2 separate regions of the Bos taurus genome follow, and region 1 is linked to region 2. A link is a contact called in public Hi-C data. All regions are on one chromosome and are shown on one strand. Each heading gives the region's core, a stretch centred on a gene start, on an enhancer-like site or on the middle of the called end of the contact. The rest is flanking DNA. Distances are from core to core; before and after follow the strand shown.

Region 1 (5,229 bases), core at 1,302-3,801, 72 kb after region 2:
ACTGCCAGTAGATGATAATATTTATTGCTTAGAACAAGCCTGTGAGAGAAATACAATAGGCTCATTCTATATTTTATAGCTACTGAAGTCAAGGTTCAGAGAAGCTGGCAAATGACCTGACAAACAACACAGTTTTGGGACCTGTACCCTACTCAGAATCAACGCAGGGTTCTCGACCCCATAGCTTAGGGAGCACGGGAGCAGGACTGAGCTTCCTAGCCAGAACTTCCTTCTTGAGTCTGGCTGGACTAGGGCTTGGTTAGGCAAGGCGCAGGATAGGAACTGGGTACAGCTGTGGTGCTGGGGAAACCCACAGAGACCCTGGACTAAGGAGGGTGGCTTGAAGGCATTTCAATAGGTTTGGCTGGCATCATCCCTAGCCTGTTCCCCATGAAGAAGCATCCAACTGCTAACCCTGTCCCCTCCTCCAGCAGGAAAGCCTAGGTGCTGTCCTGGCTCCAGGAGCAGACTGCCTGTGACATGTGAATTCCCTACACGTCCTCATCTTCTCAGCGGTTTCCCTGCCATGGCCTCACCTTAGGATCTACTCTTTACTCCTAGAGTGAAAACCATGCAAGTCTTAGGATTTGAGTCTATGCTTGTGACCTTGAAAAAGATTCTTAGGTGCTCTCTGCCTCAGTTTCCTCCTCTACAGAATATGCGTCCCATCTGCCCCCATCTCTCCCCCACTCCGCTACAGGGTTGTTGCTAAATTTAATTGGGATCAGGGAAGAGCCCTCCTAGCATCAGCAGCTAGCCCGTGATGTGGCTGTGGCCTGTACTGTTTATATAACCTCTTCTCTGTTTGCTGTAAATAACTGTGTGCAGGGTTGCTTTACAGGTAGAGAAGGGATGGCTCAGAGAGGTTCAGTGACTTGCCTAAGTTCACACAGCACTGAGTGGGAAAAGCCAGACTTTGAGTCTGTCTTTTGGACTTACTTTCACCTTGGCCTTATTCTGTTGCATCTCCTGGCCTGACTGTGGAGTTGCTCAGGGGCAGAAAGCTGTGCCTAAATGTCACTTCCTGCTACTAATCTAACCTAACACATCTGTTCCAGACCTAGATTGTATGGAGTCTGACACTTATACAATGTAGACTACTTAAAGGAAAAAGACACAGGAACATAAACATATGCGTAAAACTGTGCACAAATCCTTGGAAGGGCTTCCAGGCTCAGTGGTGAAGAATGCTCCTGCCAATTGAGGAGCCGCAGGAGACTCAGGTTTGATCCTTGGGTCAGGAAGAGCCCCTGGAGGAGGAAATGGCAACCCACTCCAATATTCCTGTCGGGATTAAACCCACGGACAGAGGAGATTGGCAGGCTACAGTCCGTGCACGCATGCATGCTAAGAGGTGTCCAACTCTTTGCAACCCTATGAACTGTAGCCCGCCAGGCTCCTCTGTCCATGGGATTCTCCAGGCAAGAATACTGGAGCAGGTTGCTATACCTTCTTCCAGGGGATCATCCGGAACCAGGGATAGAACCCATGTCTCTTACATCTCAGGCGTTTTCTTTACCACTAGCGCCACCTGGGAGGCCCCGGGCTACAGTCCAGGGGGGTCCCAAAGAAGGACGACTGAGCAACTGAGCACACTTGCTCAAAGCCTTGGGAGGAGCTAAGCCAGAAGCTCCAGCTTTACTGGTTTCACTGTGCGTTCACATCTGCTCCCAGTTCTTGGTGCACATCCTTTGTCCTGAAGCCACCCCAGCCTGCAGCAGCCTTCACCTCCCCCTCAGGACCTGACCCCTCCCACCGGGCAGTGTTGCCGTATCTCACTCTTCCTTGCCAATCTCCTCGTCTCATGCTTTTGACTTTGTCTCTTCCAATCCAGTCTCTTGCAAGAAGTAACTGCGCTGTGAATATTCCTTGATTGAACTCACCCAATCCTTGAACAGTGGGAAGCCCTAGATCTGAGCCACATTCATTGATTCAACAGACATTCACTGAGCTCCCCCTGGGGGCCAAGTGTGCTCTGGGTGCTCTGGAAACAAATGCAATCCAATCACTGCCCTAAGAGAAGTCATATTCCATTGGAAGAGACGCATACTGGGTAATTACAATTATCCTAACAGGTGCCCTAATAGAAGCAAAGAAGGAGACACAGCAAGAAACAAGGAAGGGGACCTCGAAGCAGGGAATACTCTAGGCACAGGGCTGCAGGAAGGACAGCATGGTACAGGGCCAGGTGAGAGCTGGTAGGGAGGAGTGTCCAACCAGGCAGGGGACCCAGATGTGGGGGTCTCGCTGCTAAGCTGTGGCCTTGGCCAAGGGGACAGTTTCCTTACCGCAACTGTGGGCTTGTGGCTCCGCAGCGGGGGCATGGCGCCGGCCGTGGAAGGCCGCGGGGGCAGCTTGAGGGTGCTGGGGGCGACGGCTTGGGGCCCAAGGGTGGCGTGCGGGTGCTAGGGAGAGAGGCCTCGGAGACAGGGGACGGCGGGTTCTGCGTGGGAGCACTGAGGGGTGGAGGCGCCGGGCCCAGGGGCGGCGCGGGGCCGGGGCAGAGGCTCAGAGCTCGGTGGCGGAGGCGGTGAAGGAGGCTGCGGGGGTGGGAGGCGAGCCTGCCCTCGGAGAGCCGCCGCCCGGCTCCAGCCAGCTCCGACCTCACGCCGCGCAGCACGTCCAGCGAGCACCGCTGTTGGCCCAGGCGGGGGCTCGCCGCGGAGCTGGGCTGGGGGCTTGGCTCCGGCTCTTCCTCCGCGGCAGACGAGGCTGCTTCCTCATCCTGGTCCTCCTCTTCCTCCTCCTCCTCCTCAGGTTGCTCCTGGGATCCGGCCTCCGGATGTTCAACTGCGGCAGGCACGGGTTCCAGCCCTTGCTCGGGGCTGGCCAGCAAGAGCCAGGCAGGAGGGGCGGAAGCTGCCCCCGGAGCATCGCATTGGACTGGGCAGGGTCCCCGTATGACAGCCTCCACCCAGAAGAGTGTCCTCCTCTCCAGGCTGAAGTCGTGCTGCGGAGACAAGACCAGGGGAGGCTCTACCAGGCAAACCAGGGTCTGAGAGCACACTCCTACCTCCTGCCCCCCAGGGAACCTGTTCAGCCAGACTCTCCAGGCCTAGACAGCTTCTGATTCTAAGCCCCAGCCATTCATCGCAGGCCGCCCTCACCCTCGGTTTTAGCTAGCATTGGAGTGGATGGCTGTCAATAACAATTTAATAGCAAACTCTGTAGACAGGACAACGTGAGGAATAGGTTAATAGAATGAAAGTCTAAGTCCCTTTGCCACTCAGCATATAATTGAACAACAGTGGCCTAAACAATTTCTCCAGGGGACTTCTCTGGCGGTCGAGATTGAGAATCTGCCTTCCAGTGCAGGGGATGAGGGTTAGATCCCTGGTGGGAGAAGTAGGATCCCACGTGCCAGTGGGGGCAACTCAGCCTCTTCACCACAACTCGAGAAGCCAGGGCACCCACAACTACTGAGCCCACAGACTGCAGAGCCTGCACCACTAGAGAGCCCATGCATGCAGCAAACAGAGAGCCCACACACGACCCAACAAAGACCCAGTGCTGCCAAAAAAAATTTTTTTTTAATTTCAGCAAAACTTTTCCTTCACCAAGAAGCTTTCACTTGAGCTCAGCACCATTTGCCACTGAGCAGCTGACCTTGGAGGCTGGCCCAGACACACAAACCTTTGCGTGAAGTAGTACTTGCCCCATCCCATGTGCTGCCTTCCAGCTTACTTGGGGGCCCAGGAAATGGAAAAATCTTCTTTTTTTTTTTTTTTTTCCTGAACTCTACTTAGTTGGTCCTAATGTTATTCCCAATTCCATATTTTCAAAAGGAGGCTCAGGAAATTTAGTTTGCTCAAGGTCAGATCAGTGGTGAGTAGATGAGCTGGGATTCCTGTCCATCTGACTGATCAAGCCACCTAAAAACTAAATGTGGAGCCCACATAAATAATTTAAATTAAGCGTTTATGTGAAGCAAAAATAAAATATTCCCGTTAACTACTATTAAAATTAAGAACTGGAAATATAAAACTCCATTAAAAAATATAAATATTCTTAAAAGGCAACTTCAGTGCTCTGTGATGGCCAGGTAAGCCTGGGGGAGTGGGGGTGGGGGGCGGATGTGGGAGGCAGAAAGGCAGACAGGAACTGCCTCTCCCCTCACCCAACTCCTGACATGACCCTAAGTTGGGGAGAGGAACAGAACTTAGCTGTTCTAAGTGTGGTTCCCCGACTGAGGTCAGGGAGTGTATCTTATTTCTCTCTGTTCTTGGGGCCCAGGGCAGTTCTGGTTCCAAGGGGATATTTGTAAGAGTGTACAGAATAAATGATTAGAAAAAGAGACTGGAGCAAAATGTGTGGGTTGGGAAGGAGAGAGGAGGTAAAAGGACCACTTCAGAGCTGAGGAGACCGTCATGGAGGGAAAGAGACTGAGAGATAATGAAACAGACAGTGGAACTTAGGGGATAAAAGGATCCAAAGACCCAATAAAAATACAAGCACTTGTGATTTGTGGAACCTAAGCAAGATGATTCTAAAGTTCATATGAAAAATAAACAAATAATAGCCAAGGGCTTCCATGGTGACTCAGTGGTAAAGAATCCACCTGCCAATGCAGGAGACACAGGTTCGATTCCTGGTCCAGGAAGATCCCACGTGCCATGGAGCAACGAAGCCTGTGCACCACAACTACTGAGCCCACAGGCCGCAAGTACTGAAGCTTACACACCCTAGAGCCTGTGCTCTGCAACAAGAGAAACCGCTGCAATGAGAAGCCTGCCACGGCAACTAGAGAAAAACCTGTACAGCAACGAAGACCCAGTACAGCGCCCCCCCCCCCCCCCCGCCAATGCACACCAAAAAAAAAGAATAGCCTAAAAACCTTTGGGGACAAAAAGAGAAATAAAGGGGACTGGCTCTACCAGCTGCTAATATATATTATAAAACCTCAATAATTGAAGTAAGATACTGCACAGAGAGCCTAAAGGTAGAGAACAGAAGGTCCAGAAATGGACGTTATCTGTGGGACTTTAGTAGATAATAAGGTGGCATCTCAAGCAATGGGAAAAAAGAGGGACTGGTCAATAAATGATGTTAGTGGAAAGAAAATAAAGTTGGATCCATTCTCGCATCATACACAAGGGGAAATTCCAAAAGGATCAAAGATTCAGTTATTCGAAATGAAACTTATAAAAGTACTAGCAGAAAAGAGGAGAGAAATCCTTTATAATCTCAAGTAGGGAAAACATTGCTCACTCTGAATTGAAACTGAGAAGC
Region 2 (6,079 bases), core at 628-3,127:
CGTCCCAGGAATTGTCAAACTGGAGTTAAGAAAAGAGATTCCTTCCCCCTCTGGCTGTGACAGTGTGAGCCTGGATTTCCCACAGTCTGGTCCAGCTGCCAGGAGATGGCCTGCCTGTAGGAAAGAACGTGATATCCAGAGAGAACAGGGAGAGACCAAGAGAGAGAAAGAGCGAAGGATCTTCAGGCTCCTGATTCCAGCTATCCCTAAGGTCGACTCCACTCTGCTCTTCCCAATTATACGAGCCAATGAATTCCTTTTAAATTCCTTTTGTGCTTAAGAAAGTTAGAATTGCGGTCCTTTTTTTGAAATCTATGAGCTGCCTTTCTCTCCAAAATACATCCTGAACCTGAGCACTTCTCACCATCTCCGCTGCATTAACCTGGTCCAAACCACCACTGTCTCTTGCCTGGATGAATGCAACAGGCTACCATCGCCTCTCTTGCTCCCTGACAAACCACTGTCCACCCAGCAGGCCAATTGATCCTGGATAAATGTCAGTCCAAGGATGTCACCCTCCAGTGATTTCGCTCTACATCCATATCCCTTATCCTGTTTTGTGGCATGAGCTGCTTCTGCCTACCCTGTAACTACTGTGCCACCTCCCACCACCTCTGTGCTTCAGCTGCATTGCCCTTTGTTGTGCATTTCTCAGACTCGTGAACTTCATTATTTCTTCAGCACCTTTGCACCTGCTGCCCCAAGTCTTTGCATAGTTAATTCTTCATCATTCAGTTTTTAGTAACGTAATTCAGTAATCACAGCCCCCATCTATTTCTGCATCATTTTGCTGTTGAAATTATTCACAGAAATTGTCACTAGTTGAAATTATTTGTTTTACTTACTTTTTTGTGGGCTGTCTGTCCCCTAGAGTATGAGCTTCAGGAGACTAGATACCTTGCCTGTCTTGCTTACCTTGTGTCCACAGTAGGTGTTCGAGTAATATTTATTGAATGAATGAGTGACGGAATGAGGAGGAGCTGGAGTTCCATTCAGGCCCTAGGTCCCCATTGCACCTCCTTTTCTCTGTTGTCCACACCGCTGGCCAGTATTAACTCGTAGAGGAGCTTGCACCTGTCATGTGACTTCTTTCAACCTCTTTTGTCATGTGGGAAATGGGAACCCTACTCTTTGCTAAGCCAGCTCTAAGGATTTTTGGAGATGCAAGGAGCTGGTAGGTAGAAAAGCCCACTGATGATCAGAATTGAATGTGTCTGGCTTGGCTGGGGGACACCTCGCTCCTACCTCCCCACCAAGCCCTTGCTACACAGCGCTGACCTGCTTCCTCCTCTCTGGGTCACCCACACAGCCTCACGTGTCTTGCCTCCCCACCCCCAGCCCTCCAAAGGTCTTATTTTATAGCTTCCTGTGAGGATATCACATGAGGCCATGACCCTCGCTGTGAGAAAGCAGAGGCTGTAAAAGGCCAGCCTTGGCTCCCTGCTCGGTGGTTAAATATTGCTAACACCAGGAAATAGAGCCCCAGCGTGGGCATAGCACACATCCCCCTGCAATGATGGCGCTCCGGACAGAGGGTCCTCCCCAGCCCGTTCCTCTGGGCTGGCAGGAGGGTTTGGATGTTTTCCTGTTACCTGAGGCCAACAGATAAGAAGGAAAGTGTCGGGCTCCTGGTTCTTGCTGACTGTGAAAGTCAGATGGAGCCTGTTTGCCATCAGCGGCCACTCATTCAAGAGGTCAGTCACCCCGGAGTGACAAAGGAGGCTCCAGGCATGGGCGTGTGCTAAATGCAGAGCTCCCAAATGGGCCTGGCTGCCACAGGCTCTGCCGCACTGCCCCCCAGGTGACAGCTATGCGGGAAGCTCCGGTGCAGAGACCAACCAGTGTCCCCTGAAAGGAGGAGGAGGAAGAGAGAAATCAGTGCTGCTCCCGCCAGCAGACCAGACGAGTCCTCGGAACCCGGGACCCAGGGTGAGTGTCTTCAGCCTGCCGCGGGAATGGGGTGGCGGGTGCCAGGTGTTTGGCAGGAATCATGTCCAGGGGCAGGTGGTTAAGCTCTGATTAAAATGCAGGCATCTCATACTGAGTGAAGTAAGTCAGACAGAGAAGGAGAAATACCCTGTGATATCCCTTATCTGTGGAATCTAAAAAGAAATGATACAAATGAACTTACTTACAAAACAAACAGACTCACAGACTGAGAAAACAGAACTTATGGTTGCCCAGGGGAGGGATCGTTAGGGAGTTTGGGATGGACGCTGTACACACTGCTATGTTTAAATGGATAACCAACAAAGCCCTACTGTATAGCACAGGGAACTCTGCTCAATGTTATGTGGCAGCCTGGATGTTTGGGGGAGAGTGGATACATGTATATGTATGGCTGAGTTCCTTCTCTGTTCACCTGAAACCGTCACAACATTGTTAATCAGCTATACGCCAATACAAAATTAAAAGTTCAAAAGAAAAATAAAAAAGAAAGATAAAAATATAAATAAAGCAGGAATCTCCTGGAGGGGCCTAAGAGCACATGACGACTAAATGCAATACGATATCTTGGATGGGAACCAGAAGCAGGAAAAAGACAATAACAGAAAAGTGAAATGCAAATAAATCATGACATTTAGCTAATAATTTTTTAAAAATTCAGAGATATTACTGCTATACTCTGTAGAAAAAACTGGATAAGTGCTTTGAGGGGAATGTGGCCTTTGTTTCTGTAGCATTAACATAGAGAGGGCCAACGTGTATCCATCTTATCATTTTGTTTCATGTGTTGCTATATTTTTATTATAACAATACTATGCATGTTTAAAAACATACATTCCACTGTGGGCATCAGTCCACATGCAGATGTGTACATTTTTTGATTAGTTCCAGTACCACACTGTCTTGATTACTGGAGTTTTAAAGTGAGTCTGGAAGTTGGGTAGCATCAGTGCTCTAACTTTGTTCTTCTCCTTCAATCCTGTGTTGAGTATCCTGGGCCTTTTGCTTCTCCTTATAAACTTGAAATTCAGTTTGTCAATATCCATAAAATAACTTGCTGGGATTTTGATTTGGGCTGCCTGTATCTTTAGATCACATTGGAAAGAACTGACATGTTGATTAGTTCCACTAATTTAACATCCAAAATTGGAATTTTGGTCCAGAAAGGTATAAATACAATTGATACATACTTTTTTTTTAATTGAGGTATAGTTGATTTCAATATTATATGTTTCAGGCATATAACATAGCGATTCACAGTTCTGAAATGTTATACTCTGTTTATAGTTATTATAAACTATTGCCTGCATTCCTTGTGCTGTACAATATATCCTTGTAGCTTCTTTATTTTATACACAGTAGTCTGTATCTCTGAATCCCCTACCCCCTCTTGTCCCTCCCTTGCCTTCTTCCCACTAGTAACCACTAGTTTGTTCTCTATGTATCTGTGAGTCTCTTTCTTTTCTGTTATAGTCACTAGTTTGTTTTTTAGATTCCATATATAAGTGACACCATACAGTATTTGTCTTTCTTTGCCTGACTTATTTCACTTAGCCTCATACCTCCAAGTCATCCATGCTGTTGCAAATGGCAAGATTTCATTCTTTTTTATGACTGAGTCCATTGTACAGGTGTACCACATCTTTATCCATATCTGTCAATGGACATTTAGGTGGCTTCCATATCTTGACTATTGTAAATAATGCTACGATGAACATCGGAGTGAATGTATCATTTGAATTGGTGTTTTCAATTTCTTTGGCTAATATTTGCATACATTTAAAATACACACAAATATACAAAATATGTGTTTTTAGAATATACATACAAAATATATACATTTAAAAATGTAATTACATGTATCATTTTCACAAAGGTAGTAGGTACTCAGGAGAAATGTATACAGTACTGCTGCTGCTAAGTCGCTTCAGTCGCGTCCGACTCTGTGCGACCCCTGAGATGGCAGCAAACCAGGCTCCCCCCACCCTGGGATTCTCCACGCAAGAACATTGGAGTGGGTTGCCATTTCCTTCTCCAATGCATGAAAGTGAAAAGTGAAAGTGAAGTCGCTCAGTCATGTCCGACTCTTAGCGACCCCAAGGACCACAGCCTACCAGGTTCCTCTGTCCATGGGATTTTCCAGGCAAGAGTACTGGAGTGGGGTGCCATTGCCTTCTCCGGTATACAGTACAGAAGTGTTCAAAGTGGATGTCCCATGGGTCTACACCCCAGCCCACTTCCCTAGAGGGAGCTGGTGTTGACATCTCGACCTCCGTGTTCTTTTCTCTGTGGGTGTATATCGGGGGAGGGGGTGCATGTTCCGCATATGCAACAAGGGTCTGTGGCCAATATTACCAATTAATCCAGGTATTCCTGCATCTGAGACTAGACAGAAGATCACAACCCTTAACAAGTGCTCTGGAGAAGTTGGAGCTGGAACACAAGATCACATCGATTGGCCATCCCTGTAATTTGTCTTTCCATTATTCAGTGTATATATATATATATATATATCCTTCAAATTCGTAAGTAGGTAGTGGGCATCTGAGTCTGTGAAACTCTTTAAAAAAAAAAAATCTTTCTTTTTCCCTGACTTCCATCTCTGTCTTGGCACATTAGTAGTGTAGTGATGGTTTCGTTGCTAAGTTGTATCCGACTCTTGTGCCCCATGGACTGTAGCCCTCCAGGCTCCTCTGTCCATGGAATTTCCCAGACAAGAATACTGGAATGGGTTGCCATTTCCTTCTCCAGGGGATCTTCCTGACCCAGGGATCAGATCCGCATCTCCTGCATTACAGGCAGATTCTTCACTACTGAGCCACCCAGGAAGCCCTTGGCATGTGAATGATGACTCATATATGGAAAACTTGGCTCAGTATTATATTTGTATCAAAATATTTTCCTTCAAAATCTGTAGATGTTTGTTCAGTTTTCTCAGAGCATTTAGAGTTGGAGAAAACTCTGACGTCAGTCTTTTTATTAGTACCTTGTTTTTTTGTTTGGCTGCTTGCCATCCAGTTGTTTTTGGATGTTCCTGGCTGAGCCTGCAAAGGCTATTTTGGATTGGACATCAAGAGTTGGGGGGATTCTGAGATGGCCTCTGGCCTCTCTTTGCCTTGTTGTCCTCTTAGCCCTATGACATGTTTTCATGATTGGTTTGTTCAAAACCCTTTACTTTGATCTCCACTTCTGACCCCTTTTCCTCCCCTCTCCCTCCCATGCCCATCCCCGCACCAGAGATAATTATCTAATGTGTTGAATGTCTCTTTTTAAAAATATGTCTTTGTAAAATGTGTATTGTTGTTTTGTATGCATGTATTTTGAATTTTCATAAATGGTGTTGCATGCTCCCTTATGATCCTTGGGGATACTTTCAGGATATGAATACACTCAGGAGAAGAACTGCTGGATCATGTGTACACTTACTTTGACTAATGTGCTCTCTAGATGGCTGCCCCAGTCTACACACCCTGGCAGTGCATAAGGCTACAGCCCCAGAACCACACCAACACCTGGCATTATCCACCTTCCAAACTACGCCAGTCTAATAGATGTCAAGTGGTGTTTCATTTCATTTTAATTGTCATTCTTCTGATTTCCAAAGAGTTTAAGCATATTTTCATATGCTTGTTAGCCTTTTGAGTTTCCTATTTTGTAAACTGCCTGTTTATATTATCTATTAGGATTCTAGTCTTTTTCCTGTTGTTAGAATTCTTTGTACATTTTAGATATCAGTTTCTTCTGGGTTTTAAGCATCACAAGTATCTTATCCCAATCAGAAATGTGTTTACTACTGTATTGATAGTATTCTTCATTGAACAGATCATCTTATTTTGATGTAATCAAATTCAACAGTTTTCTGTTGTTATCCAGTGACTTAAGCTTGTATGGTTTTAAGAAGTGCTACCCTACTTCTCGGAGAAGGCAATGGCACCCCACTACAGAACTCTTGCCTAGAAAATCCCATGGACGGAGGAGCCTGGAAGGCTGCAGTCCATGGGGTCGCTGAGGGTCGGACATGACTGAGCGACTTCACTTTCACTTTTCACTTTCATGCATTGGAGAAGGAAATGACAACCCACTCCAGTGTTATTGCCTGGAGAATCCCAGGGACGGGGGAGGCTGGTGGGCT

What was found. A called contact is a pair of places that touch in the nucleus more often than the background predicts.
Region 1: a Hi-C map of liver shows a contact between it and region 2, with 2.9 times the contacts expected there. The contact joins the enhancer-like site here to the promoter of SLC51B in region 2. A contact is called at or near these places in 2 of 11 Hi-C or Micro-C datasets (liver and skeletal muscle).

Annotation. Positions count from the first base shown.
Region 1 is chr10:12,053,275-12,058,503 of ARS-UCD2.0, forward strand. UBAP1L (ubiquitin associated protein 1 like) reads right to left here. Exons shown (of 6, transcript XM_059890759.1): 2 at 2,429-2,950; 3 at 2,289-2,354. Among named protein-coding and RNA genes, the nearest start is that of UBAP1L, 7.2 kb to the right of the region's middle. Within about 2 kb of position 2,552, at least 13 of the 102 cell types and tissues checked have an H3K27ac peak or open chromatin away from gene starts, as enhancers often do. A contact at or near this core is called in liver, where this site is marked.
Region 2 is chr10:11,981,477-11,987,555 of ARS-UCD2.0, forward strand. It overlaps SLC51B (solute carrier family 51 subunit beta), which reads left to right and starts at 1,878. Exons shown (of 4, transcript NM_001077867.2): 1 at 1,878-1,929.